2 separate regions of the Pan troglodytes genome follow, and region 2 is linked to region 1. Evidence: chromatin contacts called from public Hi-C data. All regions are on one chromosome and are shown on one strand. The core of a region is the stretch at or near the end of the contact, and the rest is flanking DNA. Distances in the headings are between cores, read along the strand shown.

Region 1 (5,766 bases), core at 1,826-4,325:
TATCTCAGGTATAGGGCTTGGAGTTTGCTACAGCCCTTTGAGCACCACATAAAATTTAAGAATGGAGCCTAAGGAGTAGGAAGCAGAGTGGAGAAATGGACGTCTGTGTGACATCCTGGTGTTTTTAGTCCTTTATGCAACTGCACTTGACGCCAACTTATTAGAGAGTTTTCAGAGACAATAGACAATAAATACTCCCTCTTTCCCATTATTTTGGCTTAAACCAGTTTGATCTCGATTTTCTATCTCTTGCATCCAAAACAATTCAAAAACAAACAAATAAAACAACAATACATATATATGTATTTTACCATGTACATACATATGCATATAAATTCATAGAGAAAGTTCTGGAAAGATACATTTCAAAGTGGTAGAGGTGGTTATCTCTGGCCAAAGGGGTCTGTTATGGTGGGAAAGACGATTGAGAAGGGGCTTTTCGCCTTTCTTTATTGTTAGACTGCTTTGGAACATGTTACTGGAGGTTGTAAAGCAAATATCCTCAAAGCTGGAACTATAGAACTCACTGCAAACCAATAATGACTCTTGTAATTAAATTTGCCCTGCAATAGCAATTAATTATATTTCAAAAATACCCTTTAACACTTACTCTCGTCAATGAGTAGTTGCTGCACCATTATCTGCTCTTCAAATGAGAAAAAAAAAAGCAAAGCACAAGCTAATCTTGTGGTTTGTGGAAAGTTTTACGGTAAAACAATGGTGGTGTTGACATTCATCTCTTTTGATTCTCAGCCCATGGGTTTTCCAGTTCATCATAAACCGCAGCTGGGGCCGACTTTGGGGAACTCCATATTAGACTCACGCGCTGATGCTAAGTTGAACTGGACTCCCTCTCAAGGCTGAGACGAATTCTGTTTAACTCTCCGAAGCTTTTTTTTTTTTTTTTTTTTTGAGACGGAATCTCGCTCTGTCGCCCAGGCTGGATTGCAGTGGCACGATCTCGGCTCACTGCAACCTCTGCCTCCTGGGTTCAAGCAATACTCTGCCTCAGCCTCCCGAGTTGCTGGGATTACAGACGCGTGCCGCCATGCCCGGCTAACTTTTGTATTTTTAGTAGAGACAGGGTTTCACCACGTTGGCCAGGCTGGTCTTGAACTCCTGACCCCGTAATCCACCCGCCTCAGCCTCCCAAAGTGCTGTGATTACAGGCGTGAGCCACCGCGCCCGGCCTCCGATGCCTTTTTTTTCACATCACATTTCTTTTAAAATGTAACCTGACCGCAGATACATAACTGTCCTAATACGGAACAGAATTTTTAAAGTAGTTTCTTGTTCTATGACCCAAAGCTGAATTTCAAGCAAGGAATGCTCAGGAACCAAGACGTTCACTGCACCAGCTGAGACAAAAAGTAGTTTATTTTCATCTCAGCAAGAGGGAACTGTCAAAGAACCAGATGCTTCTCATCTGCGGAGCCCTTCTCTTCAGAAGCCGTGGGAATTGGCTCACCACCAGGGGGCGCAGTTTTACTATACCGTAGCATGCCGCGGAAAAGGCGCGCTCTCACCTGCAATATTGTCCGAGGTCTGAATATTTAAGAGTTCATTGCTGCAGATCTAAAGGCTCTCTCTGTTTAACTGATGCCTGGGAATGACGGTAGAGCCTTGCTTTAAAGCCAGACGATAACATTTAAATAGTTAAGCCCTCTGGCTTCATTAGTTTATTTTTCCTTGTTGCTGGCAAGGAAAGTACTATATTGTAGAGATAATCGTGACTGATAATCAAAACGAAAGCAGTTTTGACAAATTCTAATATAAGTTTTTACTGAAACAGGAATGACAAAATCCTTTTGTCTGAAAGGAAAAAAGTTATAGCTGCATGAAAAATAGGCCCCAGGCTAAGAAAGCTTTTGCTCAAATAAGGGAAATAAAAGAGCAGTGGAATTGTAGGAATACAATCATATGATGCTTGACTTTTTGCCCTCAGCCTGAAGAATGAAAGCAAATTAGAGGCACAAAACATCTTTAGCAGTTCCAGCTGCTAGGAAGGCTGAGGCAGGAGAATCGCTTGAACCTGGGAGGCGGAGGCTGCAGTGTGCCGAGATAGCGCCACTGCACTCCAGCCTGGGCGACAGAGCGAGAATCTGTCTCAAAAACAAAACAAAACAAACTATCTTTAGCCCCTGATGCGCAACTGTATATTTTAAAAACATTTAAATTAAAGGGGGAAACAAACCCCAAATGAACCAACAACTGTTAATTCACTCAACAGTTTAAAAAATTGGTTGCAAATAACGTTATCTTTGCTTTGTTTCAAGTAAATGAGGCTGTTAAAACAGTGCCTCATGGAGGGCAACAGTGGGGATTCTCAGGAGAGAAGCTATCCTACCTTTTGGTTAGCATGTTGGGGCGGGGAAATGGAGACTGCCTGCCGAATCATAAATCAGGGTCTTGAGTTTTCTTTCTATTTCTGGGAATTACCCGTTACATGAGTGGAATGCATATATGTGAATTTTCTTTTACAGGTCGGGGATCTACGGAAGGAGGGTTTGGGATTCACCACAGAGATATGTTATCTCTGTCCTCAAAGAATCAAATGTACCATTCCTTTAAAATAAGCATAAATTGAGGAGGGACTGGCGATGAGAGTGGAAACTAGCTATAGAAATGGGAGCATGCAGCCCTGAATTGCTCCAGAACAAACACATTTAATGCCAGGGAAGTAGACCACGCTGGGTAATGTCACAATACTATAAAAGGAAGGGTACTTGCTAGGTCCTATTCTAGGATATTTTTTCCAGCCCTCTCTCTAGGCTGCTGGAAGGACAGTGAGGCTGGTTTAGGTGCTCTCTCCCTCCTCTCCAAACACGGCAAACATTCTGGGTGGCTTCCCGTCGGGAAGCCTGTTGCCTGATGGCATCGCCACATTGGCTTGCTCCACCGCTGCAGCTCGGAAGGCAGGGTTAATTCCATACAGTTGCCAGAGCCCTAAATGAGGGAGCCTAGGTCAGAGGTCGCACCCACCGGGAGGGCGGGGTTTAGGGGTCCGGGGCGGGCTGAGCCTGGCCCCGCCCAAGGAGGGGGCGGGACGTTTCCCGGGCCCCGCCCCGCCGGCCCGGGGTTGCACGTGACCCGCGGTCCCGCCTCCCGCCCGCTCCGCAGCGCCAGCTCGGCAGGCGCGGGGCGTGAGTGTGGAGTGAGACCCGCCGGGCTCCAACTCCGCAGCGTCGGAGCGCGGCGGGCAGCAACTTTCTCCCCGGAGCGGCCGTGGCGGCGGCTGCTGCCGTGGCAGCCGGAGCGGAAGCCGGGAGGAAGAAAGCGGCGGCAGCGGCGGTTGCTCCCGCCGGCTCGGGCTGTCTAGCTCGCCGAGACTGCCGGCCCGCGGAGCCGCGTACCCCCGGGCAGCCCCGGGCCCCTGCCCTATGTCCCGCAAGGCAAGCGAGAATGTGGAGTACACGCTGCGGAGCCTGAGCAGCCTGATGGGCGAGCGGCGCAGGAAGCAGCAGGAGCCGGACGCGGCGAGCGCGGCCGGGGAGTGCAGCCTCCTGGCTGCCGCCGAATCGAGCACCAGCCTGCAGAGCGCGGGCGCGGGCGGCGGCGGCGTCGGGGACCTGGAGCGCGCGGCGCGGCGGCAGTTCCAGCAGGACGAGACCCCCGCCTTCGTGTACGTGGTGGCCGTCTTCTCCGCGCTGGGCGGCTTCCTGTTTGGCTATGACACCGGGGTGGTGTCAGGGGCCATGCTGCTGCTCAAGCGGCAGCTCAGTCTGGACGCGCTGTGGCAGGAGCTGCTGGTGTCCAGCACGGTGGGGGCGGCTGCCGTCTCGGCGCTGGCCGGAGGCGCCCTCAACGGCGTCTTCGGCCGCCGGGCTGCCATCCTCCTGGCCAGTGCCCTCTTCACCGCCGGCTCCGCGGTGCTGGCTGCGGCCAACAACAAGGAGACACTGCTCGCCGGCCGCCTGGTCGTGGGACTCGGCATCGGTGAGTTCGGGCTCCGTGAAGGGCGCCCGGGATCCCATTGTCACCGCCCTTGACCCTGGGTGTTGCGTGCCTCTTGCCCATCGGGGTCCCCGTCTGGTCTCCCAGGGTCAGAGAATCCTCCACTTCTCTGGCCTCCAGAGCCCATCTGTTTGTTGGTCCAGCCTCCAAGGCTCTCCCGGGAGGTGGGAGGGTCGGGGGGGAGGGGGTGTCACTCTAGTCTCCCTCGAGCCCACGTGGAATCTTTGATAGGCCACGGACCAGTCAGTCCAAGTGGTTGTTGCCTCTCAGCACTTCCAGAAACCTAGCTGAGCACCAGCTCTTTCCTTGATCCAGCCTAACCTGATGCTGCTTCTTGAGCTTACGAGGGTCTCTGCTTTCCTGCACTGTCCCACCTTGCCTCTCCACTGCTAGCCCCTTTCGTTTTCTGGGGCTCCCAGCCTGGAACCTAGACCATCGTCAAGTTACAGTGAGATAATATTTAGAGTTAAGTAATTCTGGACTCTGAAAGGTTTATTAGCTACCCCTGCCCTCTTTCCTTATCTAGCATTTGTCTTTAGATGGCATCTCCTTTTGCTTTTATGCTTTTTCTATTGCCTTTCAGCTTTCATTGTTTTCCCAAGTAAATTCCATTCTCCTCTGTTTTTCCAACTTTTTCATTAGAATCCTTTTTTATCCATTCTCCTCTTTGTTTTTCCTCTCCTGCTTTCCAGTTGGGAACCAAATTGTCTATTAAAGGTCATATTCACTTCCTTAATTCATTTAGGAGCTACTCCCCCTGTGGATAAATGCCCAGCAAGATAAATGTTTGGAATTTACTTAAAAAATGAAGGCATTAAGGTTCTCCTGGCGTTGAATTTTTTTCACCCTGGTTGCTGAGCAGGGGAGGTACAATTGGCAAGTTTTTGGCAGAGGGAAGCTATTTGGAATGTGCTCTGTATTATTAGAAAGCACTTTTGAGGGAAAGTGGGGGGCTGTGACTTAAATCTCACTAGTAATTTTTCTAAGACACACCGCTGATGCTTTTTTAATGTTTCGTTTCATAATTCAGTTTTTTGTTTCCCTTAGGGTGCTGTTGAAGTATTTCTTCCCTATGGCTGGGGCTTGATGAAAGCGCTTTAAACCTGGGGCTGCTGCTGATCTGTGTATTCACCACTTGTTTGATGTTTGTGCTTTTCACCCTTTCTCTGTGGGTTCTGAAGGGAAGCAAAGGCCATATATTCAACTCCACATGCGGGAACCATGAGCCTAAAACCCAGCTCACTGCACTTTATATTCAAAGTTTGTCAGTAGTGACCTTCCTTTTGCTGTTTATTGTACTGTTAATTAGCAAAGGTAGGGCAAAGCTCTCCGTAACATATTAAGTTGGCACAAAAATATCCAAAGTGACCAAAAAATCCAGCTGAAATGAAACCTATTTGTGTGGAAACTACTTGTGCCTTCAGGACCCTTCAACAAATAACCTGCTGTTTAAGTGACCACGATTCTTTTCTCAGCATTGTCTGCTTGGGACATCTGGACCTTTTTTGTTGCTTCTGACATAGAAATAACATCATTTTAGGTAGCAAGAATTGTTCTGTCAACCTGAATCTTTTCTGTAATTTTGAAATTGGAATCATGCTTTGCAGAGCTGTCTAAATGAAGCTTCCTAGTGTTTTGCTATGGCAGGTATTGGTTAAAATCTTGGGTATTATGTTTACTCTTTTTATCTGACCTGCAAATTGAGCCCTGTTCTGTGTAAGGTCCCCTTCCAGATGTTGTGAGCTGAATAGTGAGGAGAATGTATTATACTTTAGTAAATGTAGCAAGGTGGGGCAAAAGCAACGTAGAACT
Region 2 (5,766 bases), core at 2,080-4,579, 330 kb after region 1:
ACTTCAGATATAGTGGAAAACAGCAAGAGAACTATTGTAGAAGCGAAGCCTGAAGATGTGACTGAATTGCTGCAATCTCATGATAAAACTTGAACGGATAAGGAGTTGTTTCTTAAGGAGGAACAAAGAAAGTAGTTTCTGAGATGGAATCTACTCCTGGTGAAAGTGCTGTGAACATTGTTGAAATGATATCAAAGGATTTAGAGTATCACACGAACTTAGTTGACAAAGCAGTAGCAGAGTTTGAGAGGATTGACTCCAATTTTGAAAGAAGTTATCTGGGTAAAATGCTATCAAACATCATTGCATGCTACAGAGAAATATTTAGTGAAGGGAAAAGTCAGTCAATTTGGCAAACTTCCCAGTTGTCTTATTTTGAGAAATTGCCACAGCCACCCCAGCCTTCAGCAACTACTACCCTAATCAGTCAGCAGCCCTCAACATTGAGGCAAGACCCTCCACCAAAAAGATGATGACTTGTGAAAGGTGCAGATGATCGTTAGCATTTTTTATCAAAATATTTTAAAATTAAGGTTTGTACATTTTTAGACAATGTTATTGAACACTTAATAGACTGCACTTTCATGGGAACATAACTTTTATATGTAGTGGGAAACCAAAAAATCCATGTGACCCACTTTATTGCAGTGGTCTGGAACTGACCTCGCAATATCTCCAAGTTATGCCTGTATTGGCGTGGTCTAAGCTGAGCAGTGAGGTAAACGAATACTGAGAGGATAATCCAAAGGCAGATCTGGGTGTAGCACAGATGATCGGAAATGAGGAGATAAACAAAGTGGTGGTTGTGATCAGAAAAGGAAGGCTCAAAGTCTGAAGTAAAACAGTTCCAAATCAAGGAAACTATAAAGTGCTGTCTCTGTAGTGTTGGAGATTAAATAAGGACCTATGAGGCCAATGCATTATACGGAGCACAGAAAACCACACACCACGTGTTTTCACATATAATCGGGAGCTGAACAATGAGAACACATGGACACAGAGAAGGAAACAATGCACACTAGGGCCTGTGGGGGCTGGGAGGAGGGAGAGCATCAGGATAAATAGCTAATGCACATGGGGCTTAATACCTAGGTGACGGGTTGATAGGCGCAGCAAACCACTACGGCACGCATTTACCTATGTAACAAACCTGCACATCCTGTGCATGTATCCTGGAACTTAAATAAAATAATTTTTTTAAATGAGGCCAATGAATTAAAAATAAATGAATGTGGCAGGGGATGACAGGAGGTAGACTGAGCAGGCACCCAAATCATCAAGACAGGTGGAATGTTATGATGAGTTCATAAATATGGTAACAATAGGGCTTGGATGACAAGGTTCAAAGATAGAGGTTGAAGGAGACAGAACAATAAATTGACAATAGGGGATAGGAATGTTTTTGAGTCTGGTAATATCTTCAGGGGCAATTAAGGTAAAGAACTGGAAGTTCAACTTCAGAATGGATCTAAACTGTAGGACCCTTTGCTTTACTATGGATTAAGAAGGCAAGGTCATCAGGGAGTGACTGGTAGAGAAGCAAGGACACGGAGCAGAAAGGGAGAGGGCTATTTGGAATCAGATAGAATCATTTGTTCCCCTCATCCACCCCATCACCCTTTACAGGTTACTCTTCTAATCCTTAAAATAGTCTACAAAGTATTATCCCCATTTTATCAGATGAAAAGTATCTGGCTCTGAAATTTGAATCTTGTCATGATTGCAAATGCCATGGTCTTTTCACTGCCACATACTGACTCTCAGTGGTACTGAAGTGTTACTGCAGCTTCCAGGGACTAATTAGAAATCATGTCTAATTTATGTGAAATGGTTATAAAACACGGTGTCTTTGTTTTGCTCTTGAATTATACTTGGCTGTAAAATTCCTATACAAGCTCGCATATCTAATACTGTATATTTAGTTCTTATTTTTTAAGAAAAACATTTTGGACTCTTTCTTAAGACATTAAGGAATTTCCAAATACATAAATATGATCATATTGAATTTCTGCAACTGTAGTCAAAAACATTAAGTTAATACTTATATTGCATTATTTTTCAGGTGTGAAAATGAAACCAAGTTCAAAAGAGAAGATATATTTTGGGCTTACAATTTCTGCCCTACTCCATACTCCTGGACTGCACTTCTGGGCCTTATTTTATATCTTGTCTTCTTTGCACCTGGTAAACAAAGACTTTATTATACTGTTGCATTAATTGAATTGCCTCTTTTTGGAGTAGATAAACTATAATTTTTCAAATTTCTTACATGCTATTTTACTAAAGTTTTTAATGTTTTATTTCTCAGGAATGGGACCAATGCCTTGGACTGTGAATTCTGAAATATATCCCCTTTGGGCAAGAAGTACAGGAAATGCATGTTCATCTGGAATAAACTGGATTTTCAATGTCCTGGTTTCACTAACATTTTTACACACAGCAGAGTATCTTACATACTATGGTAAGATAATATTTTTTCTAACATAGTTTTGTTTTTATTTTTATCACTATTTTTAGATACACTATAATATCATTTGTGATTGAGACTATGTGGTTATATTTTGCTGTTATAAGTATCTCCATGTGGCTTTCTTGTCCTCCAAAGGCATCGGAAATGTGTCTGGGAAAGAAGAGAGGGATTCTCCTATCCTAAACAGCACTGCTTCTTGTTCCACAGTGCTTAGGGCTGTCACCCAACCCCTCTCCCAACTCAGACATCTCCCAGCTATCTCCCCAGGTGGAAGTCTTTACACCATAGCTTTTAGTTTCACAGAAACAAACAAACAAAAAAAAACAGAAAATGGTAAAAAGATGTAGGCAGGGAGTCTAGGGCCAATGAGATGTCCTGTGACAGGCATAGCGTCCAGTCCAAGAGCAGAATCTGCGTAGGGCTGAAAGTAGCTTCCTCAAATGCTTAACAGTATGCTGTGCTGTGGCCATACCTTCCACTGTATCACCTGTGCTGCTCAGGCCAGTGCTTGTGCATTTCAGTGTCCTCTGAGACCAGTACTTACCACTTGCAAAAGTGTAAACATGACGGAAGTATTCAAATGCAAATGTATGGAGGCCATAATTCAAAATGAAAAACAATAGTGCTTAGTGGCTGAGTCAGGAAAAGACTTTGCTTTTTAGAAAAAAGATTTCTGCATTGTTCACATGACTTTATAGGTTGCAATAGGATTATTCATGATGAAGTATGAGGTTTCATTCTAATCTCCTCATAAGTCCTTGTGGTAGAGACGGAATGCCTGCTGCTTAGACCATTCTCCCAGAAGAGCTTCTCTGATCTCCCCACAATCTCTTTACTCTGTGCTCTGGGCACTTATCATTTCTCTTTGCAAGAACAGGTTTGTCTGCCCCTAGCTCTCTCTAGTAGACTATAAATCCCTGGAGGGCCAGGACTGTGCCTTGTTCATTGTTACATTCCCAGTTCCTCCCAAGGCATCCTGTTCACCTGATAAGCACCAAAAAGTGTTTGTCAAATGAATAAATACATGGATAAATTTTGCAGATGAATGGTGAATATGATGAAACATAAAAATCTATTCCCCGTCTCTTCTGAACATGCTGAATTGGTATTTGCTTTTAGTTAATAGTATTTATCTAATGCTTTTATTATCTTCATAAAACTCTTCTCTCTCCTAATCACCGCTTAAGACATTTGAAATATTTATTTTCTTGGAAAGGAAAGGCACTGGCATTTTAAACTGGATATATATTTAGTATATTCAGCTGGATCCCATTTGGCAATTAAAATTTTTCCATAAATTCATAAACTTATCTTCATGACATAATAAATACGAGCACAATAAATATTTCCTCGTATTTACTGATTCTAGAGAACACTTAAATATTTGAAGACCTAAGTATATGCTCGCATCCTGAGAAAGCATTTTTCATAGAAAGGCATAGACCAAATAATAAAAGTTTACATGATTATACTTTTGACAGCAAAGCTCCTCTTTCTTGAATTTATCCTGCCAGAAAACCATGAGAAAAATGAGGCAACCGTAATGAAATTTAAATAGGGCATAAGCAGAATTCTTTCAAAAATAAACAGTTAAAAGCGTGTTGCTTTGCATTAAGCTTCTCTCATGTCAGAGCACTGGTCCATTTGGTCTACTACTCTCTAGTAGTAGAAAAACAGTTCATTCAGGCTAGTTTTTCTCCCTTTTTGTGTCTCATTTTAATCCACATGTTACTGGTTTATGTAAGCTATGCATTTATATTCCTCATTTAATAAATATACATCCTAATCGTGTATTCCTCTGGAAATAGTTATGTCTTCTTTGTTGCCTCCTTTTTTATTGTTTCATAAGATCTCAAAATTTGATTCCTTCCTCAACCATATTGCTTACACAGGTCTGCCTTGTGCCCCCATTCAATAATGTTTATTACTAAAAAGTATCATTGCTATATCACCGATATGCCATTTTATATACAGCACATGTGGCTAAAGAGATCTCTTGGGGGGCACTATGTCAAAGCTTCTCTCTTGAGGTAGTACTGAAATTCAGTCAAACATGGCCTTTGAGTCCTCAATTTGTGTAATTCAATTAAATAGTTGTTTTAATCTGGAACTTAATGTAGGGCTCTAATAAGATTTAAATCCTTAGAATAAAGGTGAGGAATATCTAACTGTTCAATAGTCCTGATGGACTCGTTACAGACATTTTTTCTTACCATTTTCACTCCAAGGGAGGAATAAATGAGAAACTGAGATAGTGACTGATTTGACCATGACATGGACCAGGTCACAGCCTCCCAGGTCTGCCCACACTCCTCCACGACTTAGCCACAGGTCTAACCATTGGAACCCACACTGAGTAGGCAGTTTTGGCATTTGCGTGCTTTGGATTCCTCAGATTTTATAATAACGGTCTTGTATTTTAATAGCAATTCCTTGATATTATTCAGCTTTGGGAATCCAGGTCACAAGAAAGAATCTGTAATCAACTTCAGGAATCTTCCTAACCCAACGAATGTTTTTTAACTATAGGAGTGAGTTTAGCACTGACAGATTTGATTTGTTACTTCTAATTATGCTACTGTTCCCAAATTGTGAAAGATAATGATGAAGATAAAATATACTATTATATTTAAAAGTCAAACTGGGTTTGCTGTTACAGATTTTGTAGTTTAGAAGCCTAGTTTAATCTAAAATGTTTTACCATCTGTACTTATTTTTTCTTTATCTTCATCATAATTACTATCCAGTCTTTGTCCCTCCCTGCTAAAGATTCCATTTCTCTTCCTACCTCCACAGTCTTGCATATCTGTACTCAGAACACAGGACTTCATCTCCTTTCATTTTTTTTTTGTCAAAATTCCCCCATTCTCCAAGAGCTAGCTTATCAGTATCACCCTTTTTGTAAAAACATCCCAATTAATTAGTCACACTAATCTTATTCTGTATCTTAATAGCAACTCTTCCTTTCCTGGTCATTCAGTAGAATTTAACAATCTGGCCATCGCTTTTTTGAGCAACTGATATTCAGAATTCTAATGGGCATGATAACATACATTATTTCTATTCTTTACAGTTGGGCAAAGCAAGAATTATTTTCCCCATTACACAGATCAGGTCTCTCTCTCAACCATCTCTTAACTATACCTCCTATACATGCTCCTGATTTTGGCTGTAAGATTTACAGAATTGTAAACTGCCAACACTTAAGTAGGAGCTGAGAAACCCCCTTATTTTGCTTAATGAGGCAACAGAGGCCCAGAGAAGAGGTTAAATGACTATCCAGAAGTCACATGGCC

What was found. Hi-C and Micro-C count contacts between places; a contact is called where the count stands out from the background.
Region 2: a Hi-C map of induced pluripotent stem cells shows a contact between it and region 1, with 1.6 times the contacts expected there. The contact joins the enhancer-like site here to the promoter of SLC2A13 in region 1. A contact is called at or near these places in 2 of 7 Hi-C or Micro-C datasets (induced pluripotent stem cells and stem cell-derived neural progenitor cells) and 1 of 1 datasets of contacts at active chromatin or transcription factors (stem cell-derived excitatory neurons).

What each region holds. Positions count from the first base shown.
Region 1 is chr10:55,773,201-55,778,966 of NHGRI_mPanTro3-v2.0_pri, forward strand. SLC2A13 (solute carrier family 2 member 13) reads left to right here and starts at 3,076. Exons shown (of 10, transcript XM_522353.9): 1 at 3,076-3,936. The coding sequence starts at 3,381.
Region 2 is chr10:56,101,197-56,106,962 of NHGRI_mPanTro3-v2.0_pri, forward strand. SLC2A13 (solute carrier family 2 member 13) reads left to right here. Exons shown (of 10, transcript XM_522353.9): 8 at 2,063-2,184; 9 at 2,309-2,461. Among named protein-coding and RNA genes, the nearest start is that of REDIC1, 140 kb to the right of the region's middle. Within about 2 kb of position 3,330, at least 1 of the 24 cell types and tissues checked has an H3K27ac peak or open chromatin away from gene starts, as enhancers often do. A contact at or near this core is called in induced pluripotent stem cells, where this site is marked.